2 separate regions of the Danio rerio genome follow, and region 1 is linked to region 2. Evidence: chromatin contacts called from public HiChIP or PLAC-seq data. All regions are on one chromosome and are shown on one strand. Each heading gives the region's core, a stretch centred on a gene start, on an enhancer-like site or on the middle of the called end of the contact. The rest is flanking DNA. Distances are from core to core; before and after follow the strand shown. Region 1 overlaps nck1b (NCK adaptor protein 1b). Region 2 overlaps nck1b (NCK adaptor protein 1b).

Region 1 (5,766 bases), core at 936-3,435, 56 kb after region 2:
ATGGTTCACCATTATTTCATTAATGACCACCAATAATAGAATTCCTAAAGGCTTAGATTGTGCTGAATATACATGAACACTGGACGTATCAAAATTAAAATGCTGTGTTTTAATATGAAAATATCTTTCGGTACAATTGTAAAATATTAATTTGCATTAGTGGCTGCTAGGTCTGTCACAATAATCAATACAGCGGGAAAATAAGTATTGAACACATCATGTTTTTTCATGGGAATAATATTTCTATGGGAGCTGTTGACATGGAATTAAACCAGATGTAGGTAAAAACCCAAACAATACAAACATAAAAATAAAGCAAAAAATAATCTAAAAAAAAAATTGTTGTGTAATAACAATGGAATAACGTACTGAAACGTATTCAATACTTTATATAAAAGGCTTTTTTGGTGATCACAAACGCCTCTCGTGTAGAGAATGAAGCCACGTGAATTTTACTTTAAAATTTGTATTTTCTATTGGATTGAGATCAGGTGATTGGGTGGGTCATTCTACAGCTTGATTTGTTTTCTCTGAAAGCATTTGACAGTCTACTAGGCTGTGTTTTGGATCATTGTCTTGCTAAAATGTCCACTCTGGTTTCATCTTCATCCTCCTTCAAATGTGGATGTTGTACTAAAGTTGCAAATATTAATTTATAATGACGAAGAGCAGAGGGTTGCTGAAGAACGACAGAGATTTGAACTGCTGTCTGGACTTTCACTGCTTTTCTACATCCCCCTTTTTCAGGTGTTCAATCATTTTTCCCTGTGTGATTTGCACCTGGAAGGGCATCTGCCATGTAAAACATATGCTGGATAAGTTGGTGGTTCATTCCGCTATGGTGAACTCTGTAAAGGAACTAAACCGAAAAGAAAATGAATGATGTTTATCCGAGCAAGAAATTTTTTCAAGTATTTCCTGTATTATTTTTTCTTCTGGAGAAAGTCTTATTTGTTTTATTTTGGCTAGGTTAATATTATTATACCCTCAAGCTAATTTTTTTTATTTTTTACAGAACTAACCAAATTGCCTAACTACCCTAACTTGCCTAATTTAACTAACTAAGCCTTTAAATGTCACTTTAAGCTGAATACTAGTATCTTGAAAAAAAGATCTAGTCAAATATTATGTACTGTTAATATTTCAATAGAAATCAGTTATTAGAATTTATTTATTGAAACTATTTTGTTTAGAAATGTGTTGAAAAAAAACTCCATTAAACGGAGTGTGTGTGTGTGTGTGTGTGTATAGTTGAAGGCAGAATTATTTGCCCCCCTTTGAATTTTTGTTGCTTTTTTTAATATTTCACATATTATATTTAACAGAGCTAGGAAACGGCATTCACGGCATTGCTGATAATGTTTTTTCTTCTGGAAAAGGTCTTATTTGTTTTATTTTGGCTAGAATAAAAGCAGTTATTAATTTTTTAAACACCATTTTAAGGACAAAATTATTAGCCCCTTTAAGCTAACTTTTTTATCGATAGTCTACAGAACAAACCATCATTATACAATAACTTGCCTAATTATGATAACCTGCCTAGTTCACCTAATTAACCTAGTTCAGCCTTTAAAAGTCACTTTAAGCTGTATAGAAGTGTCTTGAAAAATATCTAGTAAAATATTATGAGCTGTCATCATGGCAAAGATAAAACAAATCAGTTATTAAAGATGAGTTGTTAAAACTATTATGTTTGGAAATGTGTTGAAGAATTCCCAGAGATGGGTTGCAGCTGGAAGGGCATCCGCTGCGTAAAAACTTGCTGGATAAGTTGGCGGTTCATTCCGCTGTGGCGACCCCAGATTAATAAAGGGACTAAGCCGACAAGAAAATGAATGAATGAATGAATGTGTTGAAGAAATCTGCTCTCTGTTGAACAGAAATTGGGGAAAAAATAACGGGTTCTAATAATTCAGGGGGGCCAATAATTCTGACTTCAACTGTATATACATATTTATTAAAAGTCAAAGAAAAAGCAGGTCAAAGAATAAGCAAATATCAAGCCAAGCACAGTCTAAGTGATCTGAAAAGCCCAGAAACGCAACACTGCAGTAGCTTTTGGCTGACTGCTGGAACAAAAGCAGTGAAAGACGGACGCGTGCGGCAAATCAATGCCACGTCACTGCAGGCGCCTGAACAGCAGGTGCTGCTCTGAGAGCTGGGGGTCGCAGGACTGAATGATTTCACTGTGCTTCAAGAGGCACATTTGGGGACCTGGGGTGAAGAAAAAGAGGAGTCCCCCGCAGACCGCAGAAACACAGTCCAATTTCTGTGAGTCCCGCTCATAGGGTGACTCTCTCATGGAGGAAATAGCTAAATATAAATAGCCGCTTTCACTATTTTTCCTTGATCACGGGCCCCTCATCTCAGCGGGATCTGGGGGCCCAAGACAAAATGTCTCTCACTCATTCATTTGAGTTTGCTCTCTCCTTTTTTAACTTAATGAGAGGCTGCGTAGAGACCTGTCAGTGTGACAATAATTACAGAAACTACACTGTGCACCAGCTGCAACAGGCCCCGGGCCCCAAAAACATTCATAACACACAAATGTGAGGTCATGGAAAAATAGAGAGAGAAAGAAAAAAAAAAAGTTGCTTGGCTACTGTACATCCCAGACGCTGAATACTGGGTTTCTTAGACGACAGAATCAAATAACAGACTGTTCATCCCTGTAATTCAGATAATGCCAAGCTCAGGCATACACACAGGCCACCAGATAAACACTAAATACACCGACTGATGGGCGCAGAAGAGGGTAAATTAGCAGCTGAGTCACTGGCTGGAGCAGGTGTGGATGAATGAGTGTGTGTGAAAAGCAAAAAAATGAATAGAGTAATACAGTATTAGGCATGGGACGATAACCGTTTTCAAGGTATACCACGGTTTGGAAAAGTCAAGGTTTTAAAATCGCCAAAATTTTCTGTAATACCGTTGCTAAGGTATGTGTACGATTTTTTTTTATTTACACTTTTTATTTTATTTTTTATAGGGCAACAGTGTCTCCAGCAGAAAAGATCTCTAAAGATTTAAATTGTCATTTTGTCATTGTAAATTGTAAAGAAATCTTTTTGAAACTGATGAAGACAGCAGAAGTCAATGATTCATTTTCATTATTTAGCCTGACACAGTTACCGCTCCAAAATATCATAAATATTTCTCAAAATAAAATATATTGTGTTCAAAGAGGAAAAAGTTGTTTTTAACCCAGACATTTAAAAATAATATATTTAGAGCAGTGATCACAATACCATAATATTTTTATCTAAGGTTTTGTTACCATCAGAATCTTATACTGGCCCATGCCTAACTCTGACTGACGTGCTTGAAGGCCCATGATGTTTTTCCTGGTGACATGGAGTCAATCCGCGATTCACAGCACATTATGTTAGCTGACGAAAGCCTCTTGTCTTGAGGGTGGACCTTTCAGAGGAACTAGGAAATATGACAGCCGCTTTCATGTTAGCTGAGTAGCTGTATATAATCAAAGTAAGATTTATGATATAATAACGTGACTTTCGACAAGTGAAGCATGAGCACACATTGCTTTGCATTTTATAAACACAACCAAGCCTTAAAAATACACTATGGACCACCTCTTTAAAAGAAAACAAATCTCGTACCAGTCCTGAATTTGAACAAAACCTCAACATTCTGTATTATTTTATGGCTATGAGAACAAAAACAAAAGGTGCAGCTCTCTGTTTTATTATTACTTTGTTAAATATTTCAAAGTGAGATGGCATTGTATCTTAACGTGAGCTTATACCAAGCGTTTTTTTAACCCAACTGTAAGACAATACATATCTTATTACAATGCACATCTCATGTGTTCATCTAATGTTATGTCAGTTTACTAAACATATCTTAATTTAAGAAAAAAACACCCTAAAAAGGTTAAAGAAAACAAAAGAAAAATACATTTCTGATATTGAGGTGAAGTCGGTTTGATATTCGCATTCGTTCATTGATTACTTGTGACAGGCTCCCTATATTGTTTACTATGGTACTTTAAATATTCAGTCTGGAATCACATGCAAGTATGACTTGAAAACAACATTAGCACTATTTATTTGACTGTGAACAATGCTGTAATTGAATAGTCATTGGCTGCTAATATGATTTCACTATTTAGAATTTATAAACAATACTTTTCTGAAATTACATTATTAAGGAGAAAGTCAGAATGTGCAAGTATAAAAGCAGCTTTATCTCAATAATGTGATTTCTGTTCTACCTCATGATGCTTACAAACAATAATAATAGAAAAGATACAAGCAATGCTGGTACAAAATATCGAGTACACAACTAAACCTCATTCAAATGTCTTAACTTCAACTTTTCATGATTCATTTTACATTACTTCAAGCACACACACCACACACAAAATATACTTTCAGCTTGATCTGAGTGAATACTTCTGCACTTGCTGAGAAATATCACACAATTCGATCATAACTCACAGCTCAACGTTAAAATAATGCAAGACCAAACCTGAGGTACTGTACTATTACAATCCAGAGAGCAAATCTGACTTATAAAATACCATTATATGCTGAAGTGATGCATGAGAGCACAAACTACTGTAGCATTTCACGTCGAGTAAACAGCCAATAAATGAGGTAGCTTGCTCAAATGCATGTTGATAATAACTGTTGCATACAATATGAACAAGCAGAAACAAACCATGACCCTAAATCAGACACTAATAAGGAGATCCCATATAACAGATGATGTCAAAGTCAAAAACCATAACCACATTAAATAGACAATACGAGCAGTTTGGAGGCTTTTTGCTTTAACAAAGACTACTATAATGCTAACAACACTGCATTGAGAACAGATACTTCAATGTAAACACCACAAAGACCTGCTGAATTTATTTAACACATCATTTTATGTATAATTCGTGCTTTTATACAGAATTATCCCAACATTTTCCTCCTGAGTTTATGAATGCAATGCAGTTTGTCCTGTAATCACAGCAAATGAGAGGCCTGACCACAGCCTTCACACAATCCCTTCACTGTTACACTGATTTCCCCGTGACACATTGTTTTTTAGATGATTTCCTTTCTTATTTAATTCTGTCGTTATAATGGTAATTTAATCAAACGAGCGACCGTCGGATTTACAGCTTCAGCTATCTACACGCTACAATTACATTAAACTCACATACATATCTGTCTTCTTACCCTTGACTGATCCGATGTTGACCGGCGGCTCTTTTTTATCCAGGACACACTCGATAAACAGCACTATTCAGACAATAAACGCGTTTTTCAGATCCATATTCGCTGATGGTTTCACTGGAAGGTTTTTTTTTTCTGTATCCAGCGTGAGAACTGCGGTTCCACTCAGCGCACTGATACGCGATCTAACCTGCTGAAAGAGGCGGGGCTGCGAGGGGCTGCGTGGAGTTTAGTTGCGGACCCATTGGTTAGTTTAGAGAAATCTCATTGCTTATTGGTCACCTCACACGTCCATCAATTGTGTGTGCTGGGCTGGTCCCAACAGTAGGTACAAAAATGTAACACGGAGCTATGTAGAGTTTCGGTAGGGAAACAGTTTCGCAATTCATATTATATTATATTATATTATATTATATTATATTATATTATATTATATTATATTATATTATATTATATTATATTATATTATATTATATTTTACTATATATTACATTACATTATTTTACATAAAATTTTATTACATTACATTACAATATATTATACTATGTATTACATTATAATACATTACAATATATTA
Region 2 (5,401 bases), core at 1,923-4,422:
TATATACATATATATACATACAAGAAATGAGCAAATATTATATTTCGTAAGAATTAAATGTTAAAACAGCTAGCTATGCTTCACACTTACAGTATAATTAAGAAGTGTAATTAGCATGTTTTTATTTACACATTATGCAATTACCCTATAAGATATGTTTTAAGAGAGATTCAGAACATTCATGATGAAACCGCTACATTTAGTTTCAGACTACATACATTTTATATAACCAATGTTGCAATCAGACATTCAGTATACGGTCAACCACATCGGGTATTTCAGGGATTTCCACTGACTTTCATTGTGAAATCACGGACAGTACATTTGTGTTTAGGGAACTAATGGTCATTATGATCACACCAAACCCCTGCTGTTCTCAATCAGGTCCTTTCCCTTACTATATCTGACATGTTTCCATTGATTCAGCATGCATATTAATACCCATTTTTTCATTATGGTTTTCCAGCACGTCTTCGTTATATGTCAGCATCCATAGCAGTGGACCACAAATCACGCAGGTTAGCATTTCACATGACATTCACTCACATGCTAAACCTTAAATATTTATACCTTCTTGTGTTACACCAAAATTTGTCATGACATAAGAGAGATGTGAACGTTTGTTTGTTGATTTATTCCTTTGTACAGACCACTATGCTCCGAATGCACAGACATGAGTAATAGTATCATATTATTTTTGTGGAGATTTTGAGCAAAAACTCTCATTTTCCCAGCACCTCCAGGCACATCTAAAGAAATGGTTCACGTATCATCTAGACAAAATAAGGTTTGGGGTTAAAAATGACCAATTCAGCCTGTTAAACCTACTACACCCACTTTCAAAGGTCTGAAAGTGGCATTACTGTTTTGTAACAAAATTGAGTTGCACAATCTTTCCTCCCTCTTGAAAGTTCGTAAAAGGACGATGGTGCACATGACCTCCATATATTTCTCATTTTGCTCATATTTCATCCAAAAAAATTTACTAAATTTGCCAAGAAAAAAGGCTGTAGCATTATAACAAAGCATTAGCCATGTGATAATTCATTTAGGCTATTCACCTTATTCTTAGCCGACGAGTGGGCGCAGCCATTTGAATCTTTTTGGCTCGAGACTTCCCGTCTCATTCACTTCCATTCATTTTTAGACATTAAAAACTTATCGTTTTGCTGTTTGACGTTGCAAACTGATATTTTCTTATTGTAAATTTCTACTTGGTCTGTGTAGTCATGCAAACATTTGTTTGTAGAGCAAGTAGTTTGACCGTTTTCTGCTGTTTATTATTCCTAGTCATTTCTCCCATGGGCGACTGAATCTGAAGTTCGAAAACAATCACGAAAACAGGCGCACTTCCGCATTTTAGAATAAGGTCAATATGTCATGTGCAAATGGATCATCCTGGCACAAATAAAAGAAAAAGGGTCAAAATGAACTATTGTATATCAGATTAATAACCACTTTCAACTCTTAGTTATCTAATAATAAACTAAAGATCTAGCAGCCTTCTGCACACTTATACGTTTATATTCATAACCAGGTCTACTCACTTTAGTCAAGGTTTACGATATGTAATTAAACCATAAAAACAGAGTTGATGTACTTTTGATCAGTAGGTTTTACGGTTAAAAGAGATGCAGAGATGACAACACTTCAACACTGACATTCTGCAGTGGTGTCCATCTATATATATATATATATAAAACACAAAACAAAACAAAACAGCTAAGAGGCCGATCACATTGAATGCGCTTTTACATCATTATAGTTTCTTAACCTTTCACAAACTCAACGGTTCTCCACTTTGGGGCGATCAATTCTATGTAACACACAAAAAAAAAAAAAAAAAAAAAAAAAAAAATCACTCGAATCAGGTGGATTCACTAAGATCGCCCCCTCCAGAGGTGAATCTCTAAACTGGTCTCGATTCAGTTTCATAAGTTTGTATGACTATTAGTGAGACATTTGTAAACGGAAAATAAACATTAGTTTCTTGTAGTCTTTTGTTGGCCTGATTAGAACAGCCCATGGAACAAACGATAAGCCTTGAAAATGTATAAAAGAAAACTATAAGTAAATACATGATATTTGATGGTATTAGATAAGCTAAGTGCATTTACAAGTTACAAAGTACATTTGTTTGAAAATCCAATTCTAATCCTTGAGTTTTTGTTGCATTTACACAGTTTTGACCAGCAGGTGTCTTTAGCATGTGCTGTTTGAACGCTTTGAAACAAGGTTCAATTGCTTCGAAGCTTTGAAAAGTCATTAGTTCAAAGTATTATTGGCTTGTGTACAACAGTCTGTTTACAGGCTCTGTGTGTGAATACCTTTAAGATTTATGCTGCGCATTTTTTTCAAACCATTCTGAAAGCAACCTGTCTTGCGTTTTTGACACGTTCTGTGTGAATGAGCCCTAAGAATGAATGTGTTAAGTTCACAAAATTGCAGGGTATCGCATATGGTTTAAAAGAAAGACTGCGAGGTTCTAGGCCAGGGATGGGCAAAGTCGGTCCTGGAGGGATAGAGGGCAGGTTCCATTTGGAAGGGCTCATCCCTATGCCCTAATCCCTTTGTAGGGTCCCTCTGAAAAAAATCTAAACATAGGGATAAGCCATTCCAAATTTAGTGCAGTGTGTAACACCAAACAGCTTCCCTGCTCAAAAAATCATGGCCGAAAGTGTCCATCAGCTGTATTTCTCAAAATCCTTCATTTCAAATGACCCTTCAAAGTGGCCAGTTTTGAGCACTTCGGTTTAGAATGACACTTCAATATGGCGACCTTGATTTTTGTTCACTCCGAAGTGCCCTTTGGAGGGAGGTAGATCTAGTTTAGAACGCACTGGGAGTTTAGCTTCAACCCTAATCAAATTCACCTGCCTGTAGATTTCTAGTGATCTTGAAAACATGGATAATCTTGTTCAGGTGTGTTTGAATAGTGTCAAAGCAAAACTCTGCAGGACAATGGTCCTCGAGGACCAAGTTTGCCAAGCCCTAATCTAGGGTGTAATTTGGAGCACTGTCTTGAACAACTTTACTTACACTAAATGACAGAACTCCGACATTACAACTAAATCTCTAAACTAAACTCTGAAAGGTTTTCCACACACTCCCCACCAAAAAAATCCCCATTCCTTAACTCTCACCCCATTCTGACTCCAAGCAGCTGGAGAAGTAATCATGGTCATGGTGATGGTCCCCTGGAGGAGAGCCCAGATCATCACCCTCCTCACGAGTCATAAGAAAAGAACGTTTTTCCAACTTAAAACTGAGACGTGACCAGGGAAGAGTCTATCCCATTGCACGATCCACCAAACATACTTATCTACTTAGTTTTACATGCAGAGATCTGATCCTCGGTGGAACATCTCTGACCGTTTATCATAACCTGATGAAAACTACAGGGAAGCAGCACTTTGGATCTTGATCGCGAATTCAATCCTTCCTTGAAACCTGAGCTTACAATGCTGCCTTCATGATGGCACGCTTTCATTCATACTCTACACTATAATATGTGAGAAAGTCAGCAAGCTAATGAAGAAGGCAAACACCTGACGAAGCTTCAAACCAATATTCCACAACCAATGATAACGAAAACCACATAATATTCACCCCGGTTACATCAAAAGGAAATGTGGCCTTGATCAGGAAAGAAGGCTTTATTAGTAAAACATTAAATCATGAAAGACCTTTTGTGTGCACCAGTGTGGTTTAATCTTCTTTAATCATCAGTCATGGCAATGCAAGGCTCCAATGAAGATGAAGAAACTCCCACGTTCATTCACATAAATGTCTAGCAGAAGACATCAATCACAGCTAAGCCAAAGCAGAGACAGATCATATTTATGGCATAGCATGGATTCTGACAGCTCCAAGATGACAAATTTAGGACTCCATTCTTAAAACTTGCTGACAAACCGCAATAATTGGCATCCGGATTGTTCTGGACGTAGAACTTTCGGATCTTTACTCTTCATAAATATAGACTACAGGCTTAGCTTCAGGTCGGAAACATGCAGCTGCAAGACTTCCGACTTTCGATTACAGTTTAAGTTTAATCCCAAAACGATATCGCTCGCTCGCTTTTATTGTTGGAGCAGAGATATTGATTCCTAATAAATATAGCAGATTACGTCAATTAGGTCTGTGTAGTTCAGGCAATGCAGGCAGTAACAGACAGTATGTGAGACCTTTGGAAAGAAGTTCAACAGCAGAATCTCGAAAGGACAGTTAAAAAAATTGGCAGGGAAGTTCAAGAACAAATGAACAATACATTTTAGAAATCAATGAAAAGAATATATATTTATATATTAACAAAAAAAAAAGACCTAGTTTTGTAATCCTAATACATGTTGACATCAAAATACAATGCATCACCTATGGTCTAAACATACTGTATTTTGATACATTGGGCGAGTCCCTCAATGAAAGTTTCTGAGCGAATGAGCGGGAGTCCATCTGGTCAGTCTCTCCCTGTACCTCCCTTTCTTGGAATGCTTGATATCCCCGTTCTATCCATCTCTCTGGAAGTGTAGTCCTTGTTATTATCTTGGTGTTTTTTCTACTGGGATCAGGAGGCAGCCAGAGCCTTGACCAGGTAGAGTTTGTCGCCCTGCTCACTGGTGAAGATGGGCGCCTTTTTGTAGTGTTCCACCAACTCCTCCATTGTGTTAAACTTGCGCTGTCCGATGCAGTACAGGTTGTCCTTCAGCTGGACTTTAAAATGCTTGTTTTTGGACTGAGCTTTCAGCGATATTGAAAAGTCATTGGGCTAGAAAAATAAAATGCAAGGAGAGAGGGACAAATTGTCAAATTAGACAAATTCGTTAAAGCAATAGTTGAAATATTAGCGGTTCGAAATGAGTGAACTGATAAGCCAGGAGAATCTAAGGGTACATTCACACAGCTATATGCTAAAAATGGAAAAAATACAGATGACAAAGTGTCACACTTTTAACGTGAAAAACAAGATCAAACCTTTTTTTCTAGTTTACACGGATCTGACTAAAAGTGCTGTATTATGCATGCCCTGCCAATTGTTTTCAATGTTGGTTAGTTTGTTAAGGCTTTTTTTCTAAGTTAGCATTTTTAGGGCTCTCCAAAAATCTCGTGTACATGAACAGCCAAACAAAGCGTTTAAATAATTGTTAAAATTGTGGGTGCAACTCAATCAACTCCCTAACTCCTGAGGTTTAGTAGGTCATTTAGTAGGTTTAGTGCAGGGGTGCCCAAACATTTCTTATCGAGTTACCAAACTAGATTGAGGCTAGTGGGTCATAGGTAAATATAGCTGCCATAATTACTTCCCAATTTAATAAATAGTATTTAAAAATAACTAAAACACATTGCTTTGTACTAACTAATGCAGTATACATTTATTTTCTGTTTTATAATGAACTTACTA

What was found. HiChIP or PLAC-seq counts read pairs in DNA pulled down with a chosen protein or histone mark.
Region 1: an H3K4me3 HiChIP or PLAC-seq map of embryo shows a contact between it and region 2, with 2.3 times the contacts expected there. The contact joins two enhancer-like sites. A contact is called at or near these places in 6 of 18 Hi-C or Micro-C datasets (caudal fin, embryo, fibroblasts and 3 more) and 2 of 4 datasets of contacts at active chromatin or transcription factors (caudal fin and embryo).

Annotation. Positions count from the first base shown.
Region 1 is chr24:3,584,141-3,589,906 of GRCz12tu, forward strand. The region is part of intron 6 of nck1b (NCK adaptor protein 1b); the gene reads right to left. Among named protein-coding and RNA genes, the nearest start is that of slc35g2b, 16 kb to the right of the region's middle. Within about 2 kb of position 2,186, at least 6 of the 62 cell types and tissues checked have an H3K27ac peak or open chromatin away from gene starts, as enhancers often do.
Region 2 is chr24:3,526,944-3,532,344 of GRCz12tu, forward strand. nck1b (NCK adaptor protein 1b) reads right to left here. Exons shown (of 10, transcript XM_073941386.1): 10 at 3,642-4,768. The coding sequence ends at 4,568. Among named protein-coding and RNA genes, the nearest start is that of bdh1, 18 kb to the left of the region's middle. Within about 2 kb of position 3,173, at least 3 of the 62 cell types and tissues checked have an H3K27ac peak or open chromatin away from gene starts, as enhancers often do.